Regions from separate parts of the Gossypium hirsutum genome. Here region 1 is linked to region 2. The links are chromatin contacts, called in public Hi-C maps. All regions are on one chromosome and are shown on one strand. Each heading gives the region's core, a stretch centred on a gene start, on an enhancer-like site or on the middle of the called end of the contact. The rest is flanking DNA. Distances are from core to core; before and after follow the strand shown. Region 1 overlaps LOC107904183 (protein PIN-LIKES 3). Region 2 holds the start of LOC107904342 (protein PIN-LIKES 3).

Region 1 (7,497 bases), core at 3,400-5,899, 49 kb after region 2:
CTCTAGCTAAACTCTTTATTTTTTGTTGTTGATTATCTGGATAGCAAATTGCATAACGTGATTCATTTTATATCTTTAGGAATACACAAGTCCAGTTTTAGTGGTTTGGTGGAGTATCTAAAATGCTTCACTATCTAAATTCCAAAAATTTCCAGCCATTATTTCAGGTATGTTATGAGTGCATTTAAAAGTAAAAAAGAAAAGAAAAAAAAGAAAGAAGAAAATACCAAATTTGCCGGCCACTATTTCATACACTTTGATAATGAAAAATGATGCTTCAACAATTCTGGTTCGTACATTCATCGAGTGGGATTCGATTAATAAAATAATCTCTCGTCCAAATATTATTTAAAAATAATTTGTTTATTAAAACTTATATGTTTTTAGAATTAAATTTAAATATAATATTTTATTATTTCAATAAAAATTCAAACCTTAACGATGGACCGAATTATAAATAATTTATTCCAAATCGCGCTGCTCTTGATGACCATTACTCGTGAATAAGTTCAATTTTTTGTATGATAATTGTTTTTTTTTTCTCAATCATTAATTATTATAGAAAAAAGGTGATAGAGAATTCAAGTAATTCCAGTCTCAAAAACTTGCAGCATGCAATAAACTCTAGCAAAGCCAATAAAATTAACCCTCCAAAATCCTCTTAACTGAATACATAGCAGCAGAAATAAAACAACTAATTAAAGAAAGACCAATACTCCCATTCTCGCCATCATGCTTTAAAGGCATATTAATGCTTGTATGATAATTGTATCCAACGTAACTTGTAATATTAGACTATTAGTTAGGGAAGTTTTATTGTAAAATGTATTTAAGAATGTTGAAATATAAAATAATAAAATTTATATATACATCCATGAGAAGCAAACTATTTGCAACATTTGTTTTAATCAATTCATATAGGTTTGGGATTTTGTTCAATAGTTATTGGCTGAATAAGAAAAAATTAGTAGTCAGCATGATAAAAGTAGGAACTCACAAAGTGGGTGTTTGTGAAAAGGTGATGTAAGAATGTTGAAGTTCTTTATTTGGTAAATTTTCTTTGGTTTTGAAACAACACAATTCCCCTGCACAATCTTTATTTTAATGAGAGGTTTGCCGCGTAACTTCCTTTTATTATTCATTTCCTAAAATAGAAAATAATGTGCTTTAAAAAAAAAAAAAACTCGTACTTATATTATAGAGTAAGGGTTAAGTGCATCGGACTCCAATTAAATATTTCGATTGCTCATTCCATTACTCATTATCATGTTTTGGATAGTTAAAATTAGTGAAATATTTAGTAAAAGTAATTTTAATAATATTTATTTGTATAAACACAAGAAAGGAAAGAAAACAAATAATTATAATAAATTTTTACTCTTTTATAAAACTACTTATATATTACATCTTAAATTTTGTATTGCCTTTTCTTTCCTATAATTTTTTAAAGGAAAGTAGGATCCACCTCCAATCCAAACATATAGGCTTAACTTTTCTATTATATGTCTGTTGTGCTATACATCTCCCCTTTTCAAACTCCTCTTTTTCTAATTTATTCATTTCTTTTTTTCATAATCAATACAAAATTTATGTTATAATTCAAATCATTTTATTACTTTTATAATAATATTTTTAATTCTTATATAAATAAATATAAAAAAGTAATCCATATTTTATATTTTAAAAATATTATATTACAAATAATTTATAAAATACTAAACTAATTTGTACTTAATATAATAGTTTGTCTTTTCTTTTCTTATTTACTTTTTTGGTAAATTTATTTCTTTTAACTACAAACAAATACGTTAAATTTTAATGGCTCATAAAAGTACTTAAAATCTATTTTTCTTCTTCTTCTTCTTCTTCTTATTATTATTATGGTGTTACCTATTTATACATAAATATAAAAAATGATAACATTTTACATTAATTAGTATAACATTTATTTGCAATAATTTCCTTATTAAAAATAAGATTATATATTTGCTTAATTAAGTAAGGTAAACAAGCTTTTATATTCCATAAATAATTTATGCTTTATAGAATTATTTTATTCGTACATTATTAAAAAATAAAAAAGAAATTTAATAAAATGAATATACTGTAATAAATTATTTACTAAAAAAATTTAAATTAGTATAAAATAATTATTTATGTATTTATTTATATCAAGTAAAAATGAAATAATTTTTTTATAAAATTAATACAAATAAATAAATTTTAAAATTAGTTTAGTTATAATATAAATTATTACTTCTACTCGTATTTATTTATCCATCACCCAAATGTGTTAATTGAAATAAATTCACTCAAGCAACATAGCTCATCCAATTTTGGTTAGGATACTCAACGCAAAATTTGCTACGCGTTTCCAGTAATCTACTTCTAACTTGCGACATTGGAAACAATTCCCAATCTCTAGTGTCAAAAACATGGCAACTCCTCTTCTTTAGTTGATTTAAGAAGGTCGAATATGATTCCCAATTATATACTATCTTTGGAAAATCTTTTCTCAACTCTCATATCTTTGGACATACCTGCATGATTGTATAACTTGTAGGCTCCATCTCGTCTAAGTTTTGATCCAATCTATGTGTTAAATAAAAAAATATTTTTATTTTGAATAATTTTTATCTATATTAGTCAAGTCGTGATATATATAATTCAGACCAAATCTGAACTTGTACAATTAAACATTTCAATTACAACTTTAAATTAAAAATTTTATCAATTAAGTCAAACTTATTATAATCTCAAGTTTAACTCACATTCTTCAATCACTAGGCATAAAATTACTCAATTAAGAGTAATTCACATCTAGTGTTCAAGAGTAGGATTTAACAATCCATTATGACAACTTAAGTTATTGTGAAGTCAAGGTGACATCAATTAAACATTTCAAGGCAATATGATTTTTGTTCCAAAATATCCCAAATTGTTGCATAAGGTTTAGTGTAGTGACAATTATGCGATAACTCATATTGGACCTTGCAACTCATGGTAACTCTTGGACTTGGAGAAATAATCTCTCTCAATTCACAATGCTTTTGGCTAAAGTCTTGAACAATCAACTTTAGTAAACATAAATTAAGAATATCTTTAATCACTTAGGGCTAGCTAGCATTACTTTTGAGAATTGTTTTTTAAAAAATACTTTAGAAAAGTGATTTTCAAAAATATTTTTGAAAAGTTTGGTTTAAGATTTAATGTTTAGTATTATTGTCAAAAAATACTTTTGAGAAATAAAATATCAATTTTAGACATGGTGTTATAAAGTAACAAATAAGCATTTAAATAATGTTTAAATTAGTTAATATTATGATCTCAATAAGAATATAGAAAATAATTTATTATAATTTGTTAATATTTTAATATATGAAAAATAAATTTAAAATATTTTTTAAGCAATTAACCAAAGAAGGAAATATCATTTGTTGGAGGGGTGAAAACATTATTAAGCTATCTAAAGTGCTTTTGGGAGAGAAAAGCTAAAAAATTTTAACTTCTCCATTCGGGGAAAAGTTCTTTTGAAAAATAAAAAATCTCATTCAAAAGTTGCTTGTTGAGCATTCCTTTTGTTAAAAAGTACTGTTAAAAAGTACTGCTAAACACAATCTTAGAGTGATAGATTCTCTTTGGATTGCTCATCCTCCATATGATATGTGTTATGCTTAAAACATCATACCTTAAGCATTTATCTAACAGTGACTCATTTTATGATGAATCAAAGCATAATATTTTTAATAGAAGATAATATGGCATCACAAGTTATAGGAATAATTTACACGACAATCACAAAAAAACATGTTCTAAGACACTTAAAATAGTATCAAGTAAAATTCTCACTAAATTTTATAGACTTATTTTCAAAACAAAAACTCATTGTTATCCTCATAATTCAGCCTATGAAATTCCTTTGCAAACTCTTATTTATTCCATGAGTTCTGTCCTATTAGTAAACAACTTGGTAGTTATTCATAGTAACATCAAAGAAAACCTTTACAATTTGCGGTTTTTTTGCTTTATTATCTGATAAGTCACATGTGCTATCCCTTCATCTTTGGGGCATATATTCTTTGATGGCAGGCAGGGTTAAGGGTTGCTATAAGGTTGAAAAAAAAATCGACCAAAATGAAAATTGACCCGAATTAAGGTAATTGGACGATTTATAGAATGTAAGTTTAAAAATTATGGTTACTCAAAATTAAATTAATTTTATTTTGTATTTAATATATAATTAATTTTAATTATTTTATAATATAAAAATAAATATTTGTATTTAAAATGATTTAAAATTTCTTGAAAAATTATTACTTTTTAGAAATATTTGATGAAAAAAACTTTGAAGTTTTGCCAAATATTACTCAAAAATTATAAAATAAAATTTATTTTATCAATATGAAAAAAATAAAAATTGAATCAAATCGAACCGAATTATGATGTACATTTAAAAAATCTGAAAAAGCCTATTAAACCGAACCAATATAACCTTAGGCTGCTAACATTAGCAGTGCATGGGTGGTTAAGTGGGGAAGGGGTCGCCTGCTAGGGCCGGTAAATGTCGAAGGGGGCTTAGGGCGATGCAAGTGGGCTGGGCTTGGTGGCCTAGGCTAGTGTTAGGCTGAGGAGGTTGCTAATGTGCTAGGCTAGGGCCTGGATAAGTTGCTGTAGGTGGTGGCCATGGTGCACTGCAGTGGCAGTGATTACAGGAGTTGTGGGCAAGTGGGCTCAATCTGCTGATATTGGTGGCCTGTTAGGCAGATATTCGTGTTTAAACTCGTGTTTAAACTTTTAGGCCCAACAATACAAAAAAAAAGTAAAATAAATTGAAAATAAAATTAAAGCTAAGATCGAAAGTAGAAGACAAAGCCACCAAATAGACTTTAAATTTTAAAATTAAAAATAAAATAAGTCAAATATGGGAATCAATTCAAATCCAAATTCAATATAAAATCTAAAATTGAGTTTATCTGGAAAAAAATTTGGTTATTATACATTTTTTAGGTAAAGAAAATTATTTTTTGAAAGGTAATTTGGAAAATGAAAATCCATTAAAAAAAATAAGTTAGAATAGTAAGAATGCAATGGTAATTCTTTTAGGAATTTGGTAAAAAGATAAAAATAACTTTCAAATCATCATGCTATTATTTAAGTTAATTTTGATTTTGATATAAGCTTAGATAACAATGTCGATAATTAAAAATTGGAATGCAAGCAACAGTTAACTTGCATTATATAGTCTTATTTGGTAGAGGAATTAGAGACAAGAGACATGTACAGTGTTGACCAAAGCGTTAGAGAGATGGAAGCTACAGAATATGACCATAACAAAATCACAGATGTTTCACCTTGTCCACTTTTAAATAGTTGTGTCATTGTACCTGCATATTTACTTCATTACATTAGACCATCAACCATATTAACTATCATAATTCTCAAACCGTATATGTAGCACTTGCTTTCAAATGAATTCAATATTGGATCAAAACATGTTGGGTATGGGTTCAGATCGACAGATTTAGATATGAATATGGAGATATGTTTGGGTAAAATAGAAAATATATATATATTATGAAGATTGTATTAGGTGGTAATCTTACCGACATTGATTGCAGGGGGAACAGCATATTGAAACATTAGAACAAATCGATATAAAGCATCTGATCCAACCACCCCCAAATGGTGTGCAGCTTGAACAACACCGATCCCCAACAATGGCAAGCAAATGTTCCGAACTGCAACTACCCCTAAAATCACCACCAAACTCATTTCTGATCTTTTTAGACCTGCCAAAAACCAATACCATCTCTTCATTAAGATTTTAATTCAAGCAAGGTAAGACAGATCTACTCTTTGTCATGAAATCCAACATTATTAAACTTTTCAAAACAAGTTAAAACATTGAAACAACCTTTTAAAAGGTTTGCCCCCATTATCAAGGTCATTGATGGAATGGCTGCCTGCCTGTAAATCAAATGGAATTGCAAATCCTTTTTAGTTTAAGACATCTCAAGTTCCCTGCATTAGAATCCGGAAGAGTTATGGACTAGAACATGCCCTATCAAAGCTGCTGAACTATTGATTACTCGAAGAGGTGCATTGTCTGCTATTAGTACTTTCCGGAACGGAGAGACTATCCCGATGATTAACCCGGCTATCTGAAGAGAGAATATGATAATGATTGGTAAGAAAGATATGCAAAGAGCCTGGTGCAGATGTTGTTAACCGATGTAACTACATACCGATGCAATAGTCGATGGTACGAACACCTTCTCTAAGTCGATCTTACTCGTAATGCACTTTATACACCGAACAATCTTCTCTTTGAATGACATCTACTCGAAAAGTATACCATTTTCATGATTTGAGGGATAAATGCATCAGCTATCAGTATGATATGGTAAGAAAATAAATAAATTGAATACACTTCTTAAGGCTCAATGGCTTTACAGAAACCTATTTCGCAACCGCTAGCTGAGCCTCATGACAAATTGAGCTGGATATTAGTTAATTTCAAAATAGAAATAGAGTAAACCTTTTTTCCGTCCTGCATATTAGTTAGAGGCAGTTCGAGTACCACCGAGTTGTCTTCAGAAATTTGGCTATAACTAGGTGATAGTAGCGGTTCCGTGCAACTGTCGGGAGATGGTTCGGAGGACTGGATAGAGCTGTGCTCCGTATTCTTAATAACATAAGAGCTCACCAAAGGATACGCATATGCCCAAGTAAAAATGGCTCCTACCTACAAATGGAAAGGTTTCATAACAGAAAAAGAAGATTCGAGATCGCTAGAATGCACGACTCAAAAATGGAAAAGATTCGAATCCGAGATCATACTGCCATGGATAGTGAAGCATATGCCTCGGCATCGGTAGAGCAAGTAGATAACTTTGAAAATGGACTATTTGACTCATCGCATATGTCTGGAAAAACAATGAGAAGCAAGTTTCCCAAGTTTCCTGCACATACAACATACATGACTGTGCCCCATTACAAATTATTGTCCACTTCGGAGGGTGAATATCGTCTTCACTGTTTTTCTGTCGAGAAAACTGTGTCTTACGAAGTGACCCTTGTTTTTTGTAGCCACAGTCTAATCATTGGTTTCGAAAGAAAAACGAACCTGTGGAACAACAACCGATGACGATTCCTTGAAGGTGTCTAGGAGTTTTAGTTAGTTTTGCAAGAATCCAACCAAGAGCTGAGCCAACGAGAAATGTTAGAAGAACATTGACTGGCATGAACCATCTTGAAAGAAACAAGAAACAGATTGAGAAAATTAGCTTCAAGTAGAGAAAAAAAAAACCCAACAAATCATCTGAATGGAATTGGATTTATTACAAGGTAACCAAACTTTTGTAAGTGATCGTCTCGGCCAAGTTGCTGAGTAAGAGGCAAGGACTTAATACATAGAATACAATCTGTACATCAGCAAAGAAAAAATGTAGTTGTAAAACATTATTTTAACTCTTAATATAATACATTAATTTTAAT
Region 2 (7,129 bases), core at 1,336-3,835:
GTAAAGAGATGGAAATTGAAATTTCACTAAATGAAGAAGGGATATTTGCTTCTTTAGAAATTACGGTATCTTAGGTTGATGTCCCACCCCCAATAGGCTGATGATGTCATCGTCTTTTGGGAGGCAGATGAAGGTCAAATTGTAAATATGAAGAGAATCTTGAAGTGCTTTCATGTAGTCCTCAAATTGGGCTTCGATCATTTATTGCTCAACCGATCAATTTCTGGGTCTTTCACTTGGCTTAAAAATATGTCCATAGCAATGTGAGATCCAATCCTTGAGAAATAAGAAAAAAAAGGTTGGCATCGTAGAAGGCCTCGGTGCAGTCTTACGGTGGTAGATTAACTTTGTTAAACTCCACTTTAGCCAATCTACCACTACTCAAGGCGCCTATTGTAGTGTGCAATAAGGTGTTGTTTTTTCTTGTCTGGGTCTTCACTTTATGACTTTTGCATATGGTCAATAAGGTGTGATTTTTGGAACCTAGCTGTTCAAAATGATCTTCCTGCTGTGTGTCGACAGCTTTGCCTGCAGGAATCCTGGACCTGCGGCTGTTGAAAGTCTACTTGACAATGCACAAGGTGTGATGCTTTCCTCTTTATCCAAGTCTACTTGGACTGGCTAATGCTAATCTTACAATACTGGAGGAGAGAGAAGGGGATGATAGGATTTAAATGTGTCATTTAGATGTCAGACAATAGCTTTAACCAATGTTTCAAATAATTCTTGGCTAATGGTGACCTGGGTTATGATAGCTTTTTTGATTTTATCACCTAACCTGATTGTTGGTATGGTTGGGCTGTTCTTATGGGTGGTGTTGATGTTTTTGTTGGTTTGCAGTCTAGTCGTATGGCTTTGATCCGTAACTGTAGCTGATGGTTCTGCCATCTTGTCTACTGCTTGATAATGATTCAATAACTGAAGAGTTTATAATGCTTTAATAATGATAACTTTTTTATGATAAAAATAAATGATATTGTGCTTATTTATTATTTTGAATAATATTGTTTGTATTAATTATATGACATAAAATTATATACTATATTGAATTCGGAAAAAAAATATTTAAATTAATATTTAAATTGTTAAATAAATTAATATATTTTAATTATATTTCATAATTTAAATAAAAAATATTATTTAAAGTAATTATTTTAAAAATTAATTAAATAAAAATACGTAGAAACAGCTAGAATTTATATATCAACGGATATAGTGGCGGCAAACGCAGATGGGATGCACTAAGAATCACGGTTTATTAAGATTATGCTATTCTTATTCGCAAAGTAGTTGATGTTTTCGAATCATTTATTTTTTATTTTGGGTGTTTAATCGGATGACAATAGAGGAAAGTGGAGGATGTTGTTGAATTCACAACCGTTCCACAATTAGTATGTTTGCTACACCACATGCTTCACTCTACTATATAAGTATATAATTTTAAAAATTATTTTCACTTTTATAAATATTAGATGCATTTATCCCTGCTCCACCTTATCTTATCTTGCTCCAATTTAATTTAATTTTGCTACATATCTTTAATACTTTAAAGTCAAATAAATATTTAAACATAAAATATATGAATTTTTATAATGCATTTTTATCCTTTTAATAGTTTTATATTTATAAGGATAAAATGATAATTTAATAAATTGAAGTGCGGTAGGGGAAGTCATTACTATAATCGTTCTATACCCATTGTCCAGAAGAAAAAAATCCACCCATCCCACTCCACACACACTTTTCAAAAAAAAAAAATTTACTCCATTCGAAATATATCATATCAAAATTCCATTGGACAGTTTAAATTTTACAATCTCTAGTTTAATCAAATCAATAATGTTGAATTAAGATATAAATTATAGTATTGATGAGCATATTATTTTTTAATATATTATTTTGAATTTATTGATATTTTCAAAATATTGTTGATATTTATTTATATCTTAACTTTAAGTTAATAAAAATATATGTTGTATGCATAAGTAAATATATTTTAGTCACGTATGTATAAATATGTTAAATATAAATATTAAAGTTATTAATAAGGTTCAATAACTTTGCCTAAGCAAATATATTTCGATAGAAATATTATATTATTCATGATATATATGATTATATTGATAAATTTATTATGAGAGAGACTCTATCCTACATATTGGATTCATAAATTTATTAATTAGAATTACAAATCTAAAGAAAAAAGAGAGTAGAATGAAAGAACACCTATCTTAATTAAATGCACATACATAGCTTTGGTAGGGCAAATATATTCCAATAAAAATATTATATTAAATATAATTATATTGATAAATTTATAAATCTAAAGAAGAAAGGAGTAGATTGAAATAACATCTATCTTTAATTAAATGCACATACATACCTTTGGTAAAGTTGTGAAGCCAAGAATTCCAGAGACCTTTGATCATATAGCAATGCGTTTGGAGGCAGGGTTAGAATATATAGGAAACCAAAGCACAATTTCTCATGCATTTCAAATACCAACAACTTATTCCATTAGCTAAAACAGCAGAAAGTTGAGCATTTATAGATACTTGCTTAAAACTGTAAAATAAAATGGATGGTTTGTGTAATCTGTCATACTATAATCATGTCTACGATATTTCATATAATGTTAATAATTTACATTTAATATATACTTTTTTTTATGGAATTCAAGAAAAAATATTCTAGTAACTTTAGTTATATTTTATATGGATTACTTTAATAAGTGCCATGTCACATTCACTAGCATTATAAAATCATATTATACTCAACTTGAATTTCTAAAACAGTAATTTAATAGAAATATTTCACTATGCAACGCATTAATTTCTTTTATATAATCATATTTAATTATAAAATATATCAATATATTATTTGGTAAATTCTAACTTATATATATATATTTATAAAAGTGAATTTTAACATAAAAGTAAAGTAAAATGATGAATTTAAATCTAGAATATCAAAAACTTTCACAAACCCCATCATCATGATCACTAATCCAAAATTTTAATGGTCACTTAGTGGAAGTACAACGAAGCTCAATGTCACCCGTTTTGCTTTTCTGGTTTCAAAAGGAAAAGGACAAATAAGAGAGTTTTAGTTTGACTTCGATTACTTAATGAATCTTGTAATATTTGATAGTATTATGGGGCTTTGAGATTGTAGTGTCTATGTTGAACATGTGTAATCTTTATCAGTTTTATTTGAGTTTTACCATCAAACTTGTGATTCCATAGGAAAGCTAATACAAATTAAGAAAGAAGAAGGCAAAGTTTAGAAAACAAGTATATTCATCCATGCTTCACCTACTGTTGTTATATAATAACTACTTATATCAGGAAATCAAATGTAAACTAATTAATCTTTTCCTGCCAATCTTCGTGAATCTGACTAATTCTAACAAATACTAGCAATTTTCCTTCAAACAATAAATCCCTCTCAAACCAAGCTTGACCTCAAGGCTTAAAATCTTTGAAAGCTTTTTTGCAACTCAAACAAGTACTCCCAAGTGGCATTATCTCGGAAGGAATTATTCCAAGGACTTGGGTTGTTCATCAATTTTCGGCCTGAAATCTAGTAAAACTAAATTTTTATTTGTAGATAGTAGTGAATAGAGTCAAATTAACGAAGATTGATGATAATTTTATTTTTTAAATAAAGATAAACACAATAAAAATGACGGGGATATTTAAAAAATTTTATTTAAAACTTAGTAAGAAAGCAACAATTAAAAGTTGATGAAAAATCAATATGACGAAGTTCTCGCCAAAAAGTAAAATCTCTGTTTTGATCCAAAAGTTTGATCATCAATGTAAAGATAATTTTTAGTGTTGCAGCCGTATTAGCACCTAGCAATCAATTTCTTCTTACCTCGTTGATAATTAAGAGGTAGCTTGTTGAAATTATCTCTTATCAATAAACAACCCTATAACTTAGCGCTAATGATTTAGCTTACCGATAGTATTAATAACTTGAAAGACCTAATTCTAACCAACAAACACACGAGGTTTATTTAAGATAGATCGCATGTCCACACAACATAAATTGCATACGTCAACATACACAATCATGCTATTTGCCACAAGTATTTGAATCAATTAAACAATCATGGGATTTAACATTTCTAATTGACAAGGCAAATATTTTAAGTTATCAAATATGAGCTCTATATTCAACAAACCTAAATATTTGTAATTAAAATAAAAAACATGCAAATACCAAATAACAAAGAAAAGATTAAGAACAAATAGATCTCACAAACTATTTGAATCAAACTTTGAAGTTCCTCGTGACTAGAAAAATAGTTTAACAATCTACAAAATAAAGTAAACACAAAAAAGTAATACTAAGAGCGGCTGTCCCCTAGGTATTAACCTAATATTGTCTATTTATAAGGTAAAACTCACATATTGGAGAAAATAAAAAAAGTGCAATGAATTAAATAAAAAAAAATTTGGTAGATTTTTGCGTCAAACTTCTAGGTCATTTTTAGACACCTTCTTGACTTTTTTTGGGCTTGACTCATAAAGCTACTTTAGATAGATCTTTCAATTACCTTCAAAATGGTATATTATGGGCCTAAAATAAAGTTTTGTAGCTCAAGTTATGACCAAAATATTAAAACAATATTTGATACGATCTCGAGTTGCGGCAAGTGTTCGAGTCGTAGTTGTGCCCGATCGTTAAGATGGAGAAGTATCGCTTTTGTTGGAGTTGATGGATATTCGGCTAAGTTTATATGCAAAAACAAAAGGTTCAATGGCTTAGGAATAAGGGTATTAGTTTGGCTGGGGAATAGAAACAAATAAAATCAGGTGATGAATAAATGGATAAATGAACTTAAGGCCAAGAATAAACCAATACTATGAAGAGTATTGACCCGACACTTATACGATACTTAAGGTGATGGAATCTATTAAAATAACCTTGACCCACTATCTATATCGAGATAAGAACCAGAGGTATGTTGGATGAACGCCACACTCGGTTTAAGAGTGATAAGTTCAAAGAAATAAGAATGACACCACTAGTAAGCTAGATAAGCCAAGTTCAGTCTTAAATGAAATTTGAGAGTTGAATTAAACTCACAAAGTTATAAAAATTCATTCAAGTATCAAAAGTCCCTATTACAACTTAGGAGCCTCATATTTATAGGCTCAAATACTAGGCTGGTCGAATAGTCAAATAGGCAGATTGTGTGTAGCTTAAATGAGCTGAATATTCCATGAAGTTTCCAAGCAAGTTCCTTGAAGCTTCTCCAACATTGGTGACGCCAATGGACAAGTCCTTTCCTGATTCCAATCAACTGGAATTAAATAAAAATTAATTGAGGAGCTGAATGGAGCTGATTGGACTAGCTAGGTTCGGCCAAGGGGTGTGAAAGGCTTTAATTGAGCTGTTTTAATCAGTTGAATGGTCTTGAAGATTTTAATGGTATCTTGAGTACTCCAATGGCCATTAGGTATGAAAGCTGAATGTGATCAGCCCCTTGTGTGTGAATGCACAAAGCCAAACAACCATGACATGTGAAAAGAACCTCCAGCAATGTGAAAACAATTAAGCATTTAGATGGTCAGCTTGGGAAGAGAAATCAGCAGCTCTTTTTGCCCTTGGCATACACGAAGAGGTGCTTGGAAGAGCTGAACCATCAGCACACCATATTCATGTCGTCCAATGTATGTAGTTGCACCAATTTAATTCAGCAAATTAATTAGTCTTAAGACATATTAAATTTAGTAGCAGCTGGGACACATTAAAAACAATTATAAAATTTAGCTGGACAAATTAAATTGTAACATGAAATAAATTCATCCTAAACTTAGACACAATAAAATAGCTAATAAATAAGTATTAAACTAGGACACATTTAAAACATAATTAAAAAGTCCAGATTTTTGACACATTAAAACGTAACTTAACTATTTGAGCTGAACTAACTAAATTAACTAAAACATTTAATTTATTCCAGCAACTAAAGAAATGCACAAATTAAACCGATCTAGAATTGAGCTCATGGAGCTAAGTTTGAGCTTAGTTCATCTTGCAAAAGATTGCAAACCACACTTGGTGAGCTGGTCCAAGAGCGTTCTCGGGGCGTGGCCGTATCAGTATTTTGTTGAAAGTCTAACCCGCAAAAACTTGCCAAAAGTAAACTTTAAGTTTACTTTTCTCTAATTATTCACCTAAACTGATAATAAATAAAATATAAGTCTAAATAATATAATTAATAACTTAAATAACATGATTAAATAAGAGAAATATCTCAAATAATTAGGAATTTACGCTCTTATCATTTAACCATCATCCTATCTAATCATCTTAAATGGTTTCAACCCATGCATGGAGCTAAGAATAGGAAATTGAGATCCAAAGCCATGAGCCATAATCATTCATTTCAGTTGAGAAACATGAAAGACTAGATGTGAGTGATATCTAACAGATAACTAGTTTACAAGAAACAACTCTTACCTTACCAATAACCTTGTAGGGTTCAAAATACTTAAAAGACAACTCTTGGTACCGCTTGTTTAGAAAAGAATTTTACCTATAAAGCTATACTTCAAGTAAATGATATCATCACTTTGAAATGATTTTTGAGACTTGTGTTTGTCAGCTTGACTTTTGTCCTTTTTTAAGCCTTCTCCAGATGATATTTCAATAGTTGCAACATGTCATTCTAACTCTCCACTGTACATTAACTTGGTTTACTTGAGAACCACTAGAACTATAGGGCATATGTAATGGAGGTGCATATGTTAGTGAGGGCCATTTACACCAAGTTTTAGGATGATTCCTAGGCATGCATCTCAATAATCCTCTAAGCATCTATTTACAACATATTTTTACCCACTAGTTTCAAGATGACTTGGCAATTGAGAGATGTAATGTAATCCTTTGAATATTAAAAATGTCTTACCAAAAGTTGCTTGTAAAGATATCATTTCTGTCACTCAACATGTCAATAGGCAATCTGTGCAATTTAATGACATTGTCTATATAAGTATAAGCCATATCAGTTGCAGTATAGGACTTTCTACAAAATCCATGCTAACACGAGATTAAGCTTAATCATGTATTGACAAGGTTTGTAACAGTCTTAGTAAACGTGAGTTGTCAAATT

Evidence for each region. Hi-C and Micro-C count contacts between places; a contact is called where the count stands out from the background.
Region 1: a contact with region 2 is called in a Hi-C map of leaf, with 1.8 times the contacts expected there. The contact joins the enhancer-like site here to the promoter of LOC107904342 in region 2. A contact is called at or near these places in 3 of 34 Hi-C or Micro-C datasets (hypocotyl and leaf).

The regions. Positions count from the first base shown.
Region 1 is chrA05:36,319,167-36,326,663 of Gossypium_hirsutum_v2.1, forward strand. LOC107904183 (protein PIN-LIKES 3) reads right to left here. Exons shown (of 12, transcript XM_016830466.2): 4 at 7,345-7,424; 5 at 7,127-7,251; 6 at 6,841-6,962; 7 at 6,539-6,745; 8 at 6,246-6,338; 9 at 6,061-6,161; 10 at 5,915-5,967; 11 at 5,604-5,789; 12 at 5,126-5,384. The coding sequence ends at 5,245. Among protein-coding and RNA genes, the nearest start is that of LOC107904183, 5.2 kb to the right of the region's middle. Within about 2 kb of position 4,650, at least 3 of the 9 cell types and tissues checked have an H3K27ac peak or open chromatin away from gene starts, as enhancers often do. A contact at or near this core is called in hypocotyl and leaf, where this site is marked.
Region 2 is chrA05:36,271,992-36,279,120 of Gossypium_hirsutum_v2.1, forward strand. It overlaps LOC107904342 (protein PIN-LIKES 3), which reads right to left and starts at 2,586. Exons shown (of 11, transcript XM_016830680.2): 1 at 2,384-2,586.